Regions from separate parts of the Ovis aries genome. Here region 1 is linked to region 2. A link is a contact called in public Hi-C data. All regions are on one chromosome and are shown on one strand. Each heading gives the region's core, a stretch centred on a gene start, on an enhancer-like site or on the middle of the called end of the contact. The rest is flanking DNA. Distances are from core to core; before and after follow the strand shown. Region 1 has its middle 110 kb from the start of JMJD1C. Region 2 overlaps JMJD1C (jumonji domain containing 1C).

Region 1 (4,683 bases), core at 1,838-4,337, 340 kb after region 2:
CAAGCACAATAATTGTAGCTTCAGATTCTTGTGTTGTTAATTCCATTATACTTGGTTATCCTGGCTACCACAGAATACTTAAACAGCTAAGGTAGAAATGGTTCTTACTATTTCTGCATTAGATAAAAATTTCAGATTATCAGATTAGAATGGATTGAAGTTTTTTGAGTAAGGTAGTTAATAGCAAATTTGGCTCTTAGGGTAACTTCGGCAAGGAGAGAAAGGATGCTTTTTAATTGAATAGGAAAAAGACCACATTTACTATCAGTTATTGGCTGAGACAAACAGGAAGAGATCTGAAGAGAGGATGTGGCTCAGCCGGGAGGAGCATCCACTCAGGAAGTGCTTTCCTTCCCCACCTTCCCACCAGCGTTTGCTCTGCCACTTTCTCTCTTCAAACCACACCTTGTAAAGCCTTTTATGTGCTCTGTTCACAACAAGAATTTTCGTGTTTTAACTAATAAACCTAGGTTTTAACTAGTAAAACAGAAAAGGGCCAAATGACTTTTTACACAGGAGATGAATTTCATTGTCTTTTCAGTAGAAAGCAAGTACGGTGGGATATATAGCAGGCAACAGTTTCCCTATGTTCTAGGAAAGTGGAACTGAATTATTGTTAGTTTACAAAACCTTGTATAAAATTAAAGTTTGCAGGGGGCTCCCAGGGAGGGAAATTAGACAAAGAAAGGAAGATTCGGGGAACTCTTTATTTTGCTATATTCTGAGAAGGGGTCGCGAAGAGTCGGACACGACTGAGCTGAACTGACAAGATAACCCATTTAAAAAGCCAAAGTTTTTAAAGTGTAATTTAACATTAAGCAACGTACAGAAGAGGCTGTGGTTGTTTTCCTTAGAATAACAAATCCTAAAATTAGAAAAGAATATTGAAGAGGGGGGAACCTTAATTTTGTAAACTTATTAGAATAAAAGGGGTGATTCAGAAAAGCAAGCATACATAATTGTCTTTAAAAGGAAATATATCTTCCCTAGTGCAAAGTAAAGTTATATGAGATCTGGTTGATATTTGACCTGACAGTCTCAAAGCGTATTAGACTGCAAGCAAGTAATAATTGCTTCCTCATTTAGGTTAGACAATGAGTTCTCTCTGCAAGCTGCTCTCCTCTAAATAGATTGTCGAGAGTAATTGAAACAAGTTATACTGGGAAGTGGAGTGACCGATTCCTCAAAGTGTGAGAGCAGAGCTATGGTAACCTCTTAAGCCTGGCCTTCATCCTGTTCCTATTTAGGGAATCCGCAGGGCAGCCTGCGAGAGAGTGCAGTCTGCAGTTCGCCAGCTTTATTGTTTAGACTTGAAGGGAAGGTCATATGCCCTCTTTGACAGAGAGGTTTATGGTCTCTCTCTAATTAGCAGCACCCTCCACCAGACAGACTGTTGGCCACATTCCAAGAGCGGGGTTTGGTAGCTGCCACTGATGAAGGAGAAAACAAGGTTATTTACCCTGTGACTGTAATTCTTGGCACAAGTCCTCTCTTTAAACTCAGACATGTTTTCCTTTTGTTCCAACTTGCCTTTGGAATCTGAGTAGGACGTGAAGGGAGGAAAATGCGACTCTATATCAATATTTAGTAGTGTAAGCAACCCGTATGTTGGCCTCGAATACTTTTTACTATTCTAGGGCTGCACGGTTCAACAACATCACTTACCACCACCACCCCCCAAAAAAGGCCACACATTCAGAGCGTTGCTAGTAAACGTAAATGCTTGAGCACATGCCCACACATAACCTCAGAAAAGGAAGTTTAATTTGCAACATCTATAAAATAACGACAGTTTTACATTAGGACACTTAAATCCCAGAGGTGAAGTGTGATTGGGTTTATCTCTCACTGGAGTGTTAAAAAGAGTCCCGGGATTATATCTGGCTCGTTCTGTTCTGCCGGTTCCGACGGACGGTGGGTTAAGCTGATAGAAATGCTTTTTGGTTGATTTAAACCAGATACTCCGACTATTTTTGTCCGGTTTGCAGGCGTTGCAGCACTGCAGAAGGCAACACTGCCCCCCTCGGCCGTCCGCCAACTGAGGGCGCAGGAGCCTGGTCTCCACCAGCTTTACCCGCGGCCATAAAAACCTTTCAAGTCCCCCTTATTATTCCAGGCACATTCCAAGGGAGTTGAGTCACAGGGTTCACTTGGCTTTTCTTCTGCTCTGAACTGCTTGTACCAGGTGGAATACGACATTCAACTTCGGAAATGGACTCCATACCGGTCAAAGAGCGCTTTAGGGCAAACCCCAAATGCAAGCCTACTGTTAACTTCTTCCGCACCTGGAGTTCCCTGGCTGTGCACCTGGCGTCCCATGGCCAGACCAGGATCGCGTCGTCAATACATCAGGGTTTTTTGGGGGGGAATCCCATGCTGCTGCTAAGTCGCTTCAGTCGTGTCCGACTCTGTGCGACCCCATAGACGGCAGCCCACCAGGCTCCTCTGTCCACGGGGGGAATCCCATAGAACTGCTCTATTTTCCTTGCCGATTTGAGAAGCTCCGAAGGCTGCACGGCCGAGGGGCAGGGGCTGGGTTGGAAACTTTTCCTTTTGGCAGTACTTTTCGGGAGAGTTTGGAGGCCTAGGCGGGGAGCCTAGGGGGCTGAGGTTCCGACGGCTTTTAAGTCAGCTTCGAGGGAAAATTCCCAGCCCCTCCCACGCGTCCGCCCAGACTCGCCGGCCGCCAGGCCCGAGCGGCCCGCGGTGGGCGAGTGCGCACATCTGGCCGCCCAGAAGCCACATCTGGAACGTTAACTCCAGCACCCAGATGTTCAAGGAGCTGGGGTAGTCCAAAAGCCCAAGAGGCGGGGCTGCCGCGGCTGCAGCTCCTCCCTGTAGCCCAGACAACTGGGGTCCAGACTCGGGAGACGCCCCCGGCGGGGGAGAGCAGGGCGGGCCGCGGAGGCTGGAGCTCGGTGGGGTGGCTAAGGCCGCAGGCTGGGCTCACGGTGCCGGAGCCGCGCCGAGGGGTTGGGGGAGGGGCGTTGGTATGATGGAGGCAGGCGGGGGTTGGGACGCGGAGAACGGCCAGTGCGCGGGGAGGCCGGGGGAGGAACTGCTGGGGCCGCGCCAGGGCCTCGCCCCGCCCCGTCACCGCGTCGGCCCCACTGCGTGGGATTTTACAACCCAAGTGCCCAGGAGGTGGCGGAGGAGGGCGGGGCCGGCGGGCGCGTTTCCTGGGGGGAGGGGCGCGCTGACTGTGCTGGGGACGGAGGGCGGGCTTCCCCCTCCTTCTTGCCTAAGGTCCAACACTAAGACTGGCGTTTTCTCCTGCGGAGCGACTAGCCTCTATCTCCTCTGCACCCTCCCGGCACGGAGAGAGGCGTCCTCGCCGGTGAGGTTAGCCAGGAAGATCGCTCCTCTTCCCCTCTCCCCTCACCCACCCCTAACCAGGAGAGGGAGGAGCTACACGTCCCTCCATAGAGTTTTTCCGAAACCAGAGCTGCGTGCCGGCGGCTGAGCCCCTCTTGCGTTTGTTTGCACGCAGGAGTTTTGACGTCTCGCTAAGCAACGGTGTTTGCCAAGGAGTCCGGGCTGTTTCAGAGAGCTTGCGTCTGTTGGATGCTCCAGTTTGAACAAATCGTTTCCATTGATTTATTTAACCAAGGCGAGGGCAGGCCGTGTTCTTTTTTAAAAATTGTCCTTCATCCAGGTTGTCCTTACATTTTGACCTAAGAGTGTCATAACACCCCAGGTCGTTGCGTAAATGTTTTGTGACAATTTTTAAAACCAGAGGAGGAAATATCCTAAAGGAAAAGAAAAGCACGACCTACAGGAAAATGATTTTAAAAGATGTTGGTCCTTTTCCACCTGTCATCCTCAGTCATTAAGTAGTCTCTACCAAAATAATATGTCCATTCGCAGCCTTCAACCCGAGGCAAATCTCCCTCCCCCTATTTCGAGCAAAGTACGAAAACAGGTCTTCTGGTCCCACCTTAGTCACCAGCTGAAACTGAGTCAGCTCTAGCGTTTCCTCTCCCAAGAATTGCTGGCTGAGAATAAACAAAAGCATACAAAATATTAAGTGTTCAGGGTACAGTGCTCTTCCATTGCTTTGTCGCAAGTTACTCTCCCTCATGGGCTTCCCTGATGGCTCAGCCGGTGAAGAGTCCTGTAATACAGGAGACAGGGGTTCAATCCCTGTGTGGGGAAGATAGCCGAGAGGAGGAAAGGGCAACCCACTCGAATATTCCTACTTGAACAACCCGGGCTACAGTCCATACGGTAGCAAAGAGTCGGACACAACAAAGTGACTTAATTGCCCACGCACACTACCTCTTGGTGCTTGGTGCCTCAGTTTCTCCATTCCTAAAATGTCACCTGTACCTATAGTATAGAGGTGGTGTAAAGATTTAGGGTTAATGAGATAGTGCAAATCAAGTGCTTAACACAAAGCGCAATGCATAGGAAAAACTCCATGGTGACTGTTATTATGTGTTAATAGGCTCTGTTTATCAATAAAATAAGAGTTAGGCAATGGCAGTGGGATCGCTCCTTCAGTTAGTTTTTCCACAACCTGCAAAAAAGGCGGATTTTTCTTTCTCTGACCGTGACTGACCTCACTTTTCAACAGAGGACGGAACTGGAACAGAAGGGGACCATGATTCTAACTGGATGAGAGAAGTGTGCCCTCTTGTGGGCCTCCTGTTATGTTAGCAGGGACGTCCCCCAGGAGAGGAG
Region 2 (4,957 bases), core at 200-2,699:
AATGCAAAGAAACTAGAACTCATGCATAGCTAAGTAATTCAAGACTCTAAAGATATACCATTCTATGAGGAACTTCCACAGCCTAAGGGGAAGCTACAAGCTACCATCAGATGAAAGTCACAGTAGAATGTGACCCTAATCACAAAATGACTTCATTCTAATGCTGAAAAAAGTCTTTGAAAATCCAAATTAAAACTGCCAACTAAACAAAACACTTTTTCAATTTCGTTAATGGACTGAGAGTTTAAGGTCCTTTGTCTTTGTTAACTGCACTTTAAAAATAGTATAAAGTCAAATAAATACTTAGTAGAGAGCCTGCATTTCTACTAGGGCCTACCACGCTATAGGAAGAATGCTTAGAACAACTGTATCCTGTTTGGGGCTCCATGCTGCACCACATTCCATTCACATGAGGAAGAGGCGAACAGATGAGCCCTCCTCGAAAAACATTTTTAAAATAAATCAGCTACAGTTCTCAAACATAACTCAGCTGCTCAAACAAACCATGTTAAAGCTCACCATTTAACATCTGACTGGAAATTCACAAGGTTTATGTCTACAGTCCAAGTTTCTAACAATCTCCAGTTAACATTTAATAATTTCTTTTCCAAGTGAAAAAAATTAGGCTCATAAACTACAAAAATCTGATATAAATCTCAAAATACTAAAGCAGAAAACAATCTAAGATACATTTTTAGAAGTCAAGGTTTAGTCTTAAAAAAAAAAAAAAAAAAGATTGGAGTGACTCGAAAGAACAAAGTCCAAATTCCCACCCAAGCAGGTCTATTGAAAAACACGATACTGTTAGAAAACAAGTTGGGGGTGGGGACAAGCATACAGACAGAAAAAACCCTCACAAAACAAATACCCCTACTTCCCTTGAAACATTATATTCTAAAACCCTAACCCAAAACATTTCTGCTATAATACTTTAAACAACTGAGCTTGTTTTTTTTATCTTACAGTGTTAGGAAATTACTACCGACACAATAAATCTCTCTCTAAACAAATGAAATCATTAAAAATTCTAAAAAACTAAGACCACGAAAGCTGGACCTGAAAAAGACAGTGACCTTAATTCCTAAAATCGAGAAGCAAAACCAAATGTAAATTAAGACAAAAGAAAAAGGAAGCAGAAAAATACAAACCGTACTTTATTCTTGAGAATTTTAAAGTATCTTTAAATCTCTGATATCCACGACAAGGCTTTAAAGGTCAAGAAGTATAGCTGACATTTCCATTTTGTTCTTGAGCAGTATTTTTTTTTTTTTAAATCTAGCCTCAATAATTCTTAAGTCTTCAAAAATCACAGGCAAAGGGCTCTCAAACCAAGCATTTCTGAGCTCACTTGCAGCGTCGTCATTGTATAGTAAGAAAAGCCAAGACCACAGAACGAAGCAGAGGCTGTAACCTAACAAGTCTCCGACGAGCAAATGACGATCTTCTGTCTGCTCTGGCTCAGTCCTGGCAGTGACGAGGATTACAACTCGCTCTTTGTCATCAGCACTGTGGTGTTAACGACCAAGAAATCCTGCAGCTGAAGCTCTGCTGCATCCTCCGATCTGGGTCAGGATAATTTCTCCCGAGGTCGCTTACATAACCAGTAAGATACTCCAGATAGAGAGAACAGCCATCCATCAGCTAGAGAAAGCCTTTTCCCACTGTACTCTGTCTGTGTGGAAACACACTGCAGTAGCTTCCAACAGCGCAGACACCCAAATGAGAACGACTACTTGGCTTAGGGCACACTGAGAGAAGGGAAGAGGCGGTGCTCTGTAAACTGTAACTAATCCTCCGTCACAGGTGCTGATGGAGTCACTTCCAGCACGAGTCACATTACTGGTGATTACTCATTTGGCTGCGCCATAGAGACTGGCTCATAATTTTAACAACAGACAAAGACAGACTAGTGGCGAGACTGAGAGCTCAAGTTTACTGTCTCCTTCAGAAGGCAAATGCAAAGTTTCTGCCTTACAGATTCACCAAGGTGAGAAAGTGCAAAAAACAAGACGTAAATATCTCTCAGCTGGGCAAAAGTAAAAGGTAGCTTTAAACCTATGAAGAATACTTTCTAGTGTGTTTTCAAGTAAAGAATTTACTTTTACTCATTTTTCATTGGAAATACACTGATATTTTAAAAAACACCGGGCGGGGGAAACAGTTTAAAACATTTCTGGGGTAATAATCTAAGTGAAATCAAATGACATAACCAACAACCACACCAACAACTTTACTCAAAAGAAAAACTAACTGGTAATATTTATTTTGGCAGATTAAAAAATATTCCTGAAACATTTTTATTATTTTTAAGAATAATTTAAATAGTTCATAGTTATAAAAACCTTTAATAGCTACAGATGGCTATTCAGCACCTGACACGTGATTAGTCTGAACTGAGATCTGTGCTGTATGTATAATAAACACACTGAATATGAAGAAAGAATGTCAGATATCTCCCAGTACAAGAAAACATTCACCTATTTTTAATGATGTGTGTGAATGGCCTTTTATTTTAAATTTGTCCCAATGTTAGGTATTGCAATTTCAATAAATCTAAAAATTTACACTGATTTTAATACCACACAACCAATTTATCAAATCGTCTTAAGAGAAAAACTTCCAATTCCCAGCCAGTGCCCTGTCCCTTTAAATCTATTCCAGATGTATCAGCTTCATTTCATAAAAAACATTACGTTAACTACTAGAAAAAAAAGCTATTTTAAATTTAGTCTATTATGCATTGTACTTATGAAAATCTCAATCCTTTTTTGTTTTAAAGATGAAAGAGAGGAATAGTGATTATTCTAAAAATATTAGTAAAACTCAGTTTTAGAACAGTGATAGAAATGAAATGTAACTTTAGAACAAAGTACTTTTTAATAATGAGTCAAGTGAATATTAAATCACATATAGAATACCAGTATTTCATTTCATAATTACTGAAGATGTGATCATAAAACATGTATGGAATTAAAAGAATTCAGTGTAATATAAGTTTACAAAAAAAACAACTGGAATAATATGGCAGCCTTATTCTGAGCCCAAAACAAACAGCAAATATTTGATTCAGGTTATTACATTATATTATAAACTATCAAATTTTAAAACAGGGCATACTACTTTTCTACAGTTTACTGTATATTAGAGAATGAGTTAAATATTTCACAAGATGCATTTTATAATCTCGCATAAATTTCAGATTTGACTATGTTGTTATTAAAAAAATGTTTGTTCCTCAAGTACTATGTGCCCTACAAAATCAAGTAGCCTTAAGAACTATACTTAACAACTGCCACAGTATTTATATATTGCTAGTGATACACAATTTAATAATTTTATAAAATTAAAATAACATCAGTACCGAAAAACCACTCATTTTTATTTCATACATCACGGTTACATTAAAGCTAGATACTTTTCCATTACCATAAATACTACATTTTTGTTGTTTAGTTGCTAAGTCCTGTCTGACTCTTTGTGACATAGTCGATTCTTAATGGAAATAAATAAAGGTTACAAGTGCAACTAGCTGAAAACCTTAAGTATCTTCCTAATGTTTAAATTGGGCTTGATAAATATTTTTATAGGGCTTCGTTGGTGGCTCAGATGGTAAAGAATCCACCTGCAATGCAAGAGACCAGGGTTCAATCCCTGGGTCACGAAGATCCCCTGGAGAAGGGAACTGCAACCAACTACAGTAGTCCTGCTTCGGAAATCTCATGGGCAGAGTCGTCTAGTAGGCTACAGTCCATAGGGTTGTGAAGAGTTGGACATGGTTAAGCAAGTAACCCAAATATTTTTATAAATATATAAATGTATGTTCGGTCTGGTACACTGACAAATTTCTAACAAATAAAAATACTGAAGTAACAATACCGAGGAAGCATTTGGTAGCAAGCGTAAGTTGCTTAGCTCTTACAACATGTCTCCTTAAATTCTCTTGTTCTTACAACTTGTAAGAGATGTTATTAAATATCACCTTTCAGACGGCAAAAAACACAAATTTGAGGAGAGCAGCATTTTAATTCTTCAAACTGGCTCTTCTTGCGGCTTATACCTTCCTTAATGCATTAAGGAAGGAAGTTGAAGAGTTAAATTTTTTTTTCTTTTTTTTTTTTTTTTTTCGGTTGGGTAAAAGGTCTTTTCTGGCAGCTAAACCAGGCTAGAGGAAGAGGAAACTACTCCAGTTACTGCCCAGAAATACACATCTCTGACTTCCTTCCTTTTTAGCTGGTTTCTAGGTTACAAGCTGAATAAATCAACAGAGGTGAGAAAGTAAACAGAGGCTAAAAGGAAGGCAATACTGTATGGCTATCCGAAGAAAATCTGTTCCTTCCAATAATTGTAGAACCTTTATACATATAATTAAGAGTTAAACTAGCATTTCGGTACCATTTATTTTGAACCATGAAAGAAACCCCTCATCTTTACAGATACATCTTTACATCTTTTACAGAAATCTAAACAAACAAGTGGATTTCTCCAAGTATACAGACTATACAAAACACCAAAAACCTCTAAGTTTCAGTGCTTTAGCATTTTAAGTACTTTTTCAGACACAAGGATAGGAAAATAAGAGAAACAATAGTAATTTAAAAATGATTTGAACTTGATATGGCCTTATCTGAAGCTGATTAGATTGAGGAAAATACTTTTCAATATGTCCTATTGTCCTATTAATCTATAAAATACATAATCAAATGCATAACTGTTGCATTGTGGTTTATTACCCTAATGACTAACATCTTCACATTAATATATCTATGTAGATATTCCAGGCACTGCAAACGCGGTGTAGCATGGTGTACTTCAACAGACCATGAAGTTCTAGGATATCCAGATGATACAGACCTAACACTGATTTTTAACTCTCTTTTCTCCCCTAAGCATGCAGGACATTCAATCAACCAGTATGTGTGCCATGTCCTGAATTAGTACACCTTTCCCTCCCTTCTTC

What was found. Hi-C and Micro-C count contacts between places; a contact is called where the count stands out from the background.
Region 1: a contact with region 2 is called in a Hi-C map of liver, with 4 times the contacts expected there. The contact joins two enhancer-like sites. A contact is called at or near these places in 3 of 16 Hi-C or Micro-C datasets (hypothalamus, liver and muscle).

Annotation. Positions count from the first base shown.
Region 1 is chr25:18,991,879-18,996,561 of ARS-UI_Ramb_v3.0, forward strand. No RefSeq gene overlaps it. Among named protein-coding and RNA genes, the nearest start is that of JMJD1C, 110 kb to the left of the region's middle. Within about 2 kb of position 3,088, at least 48 of the 54 cell types and tissues checked have an H3K27ac peak or open chromatin away from gene starts, as enhancers often do. A contact at or near this core is called in hypothalamus, liver and muscle, where this site is marked.
Region 2 is chr25:18,656,397-18,661,353 of ARS-UI_Ramb_v3.0, forward strand. All of the region lies in intron 2 of JMJD1C (jumonji domain containing 1C), which reads right to left. Among named protein-coding and RNA genes, the nearest start is that of NRBF2, 130 kb to the left of the region's middle. Within about 2 kb of position 1,450, at least 52 of the 54 cell types and tissues checked have an H3K27ac peak or open chromatin away from gene starts, as enhancers often do. A contact at or near this core is called in hypothalamus, liver and muscle, where this site is marked.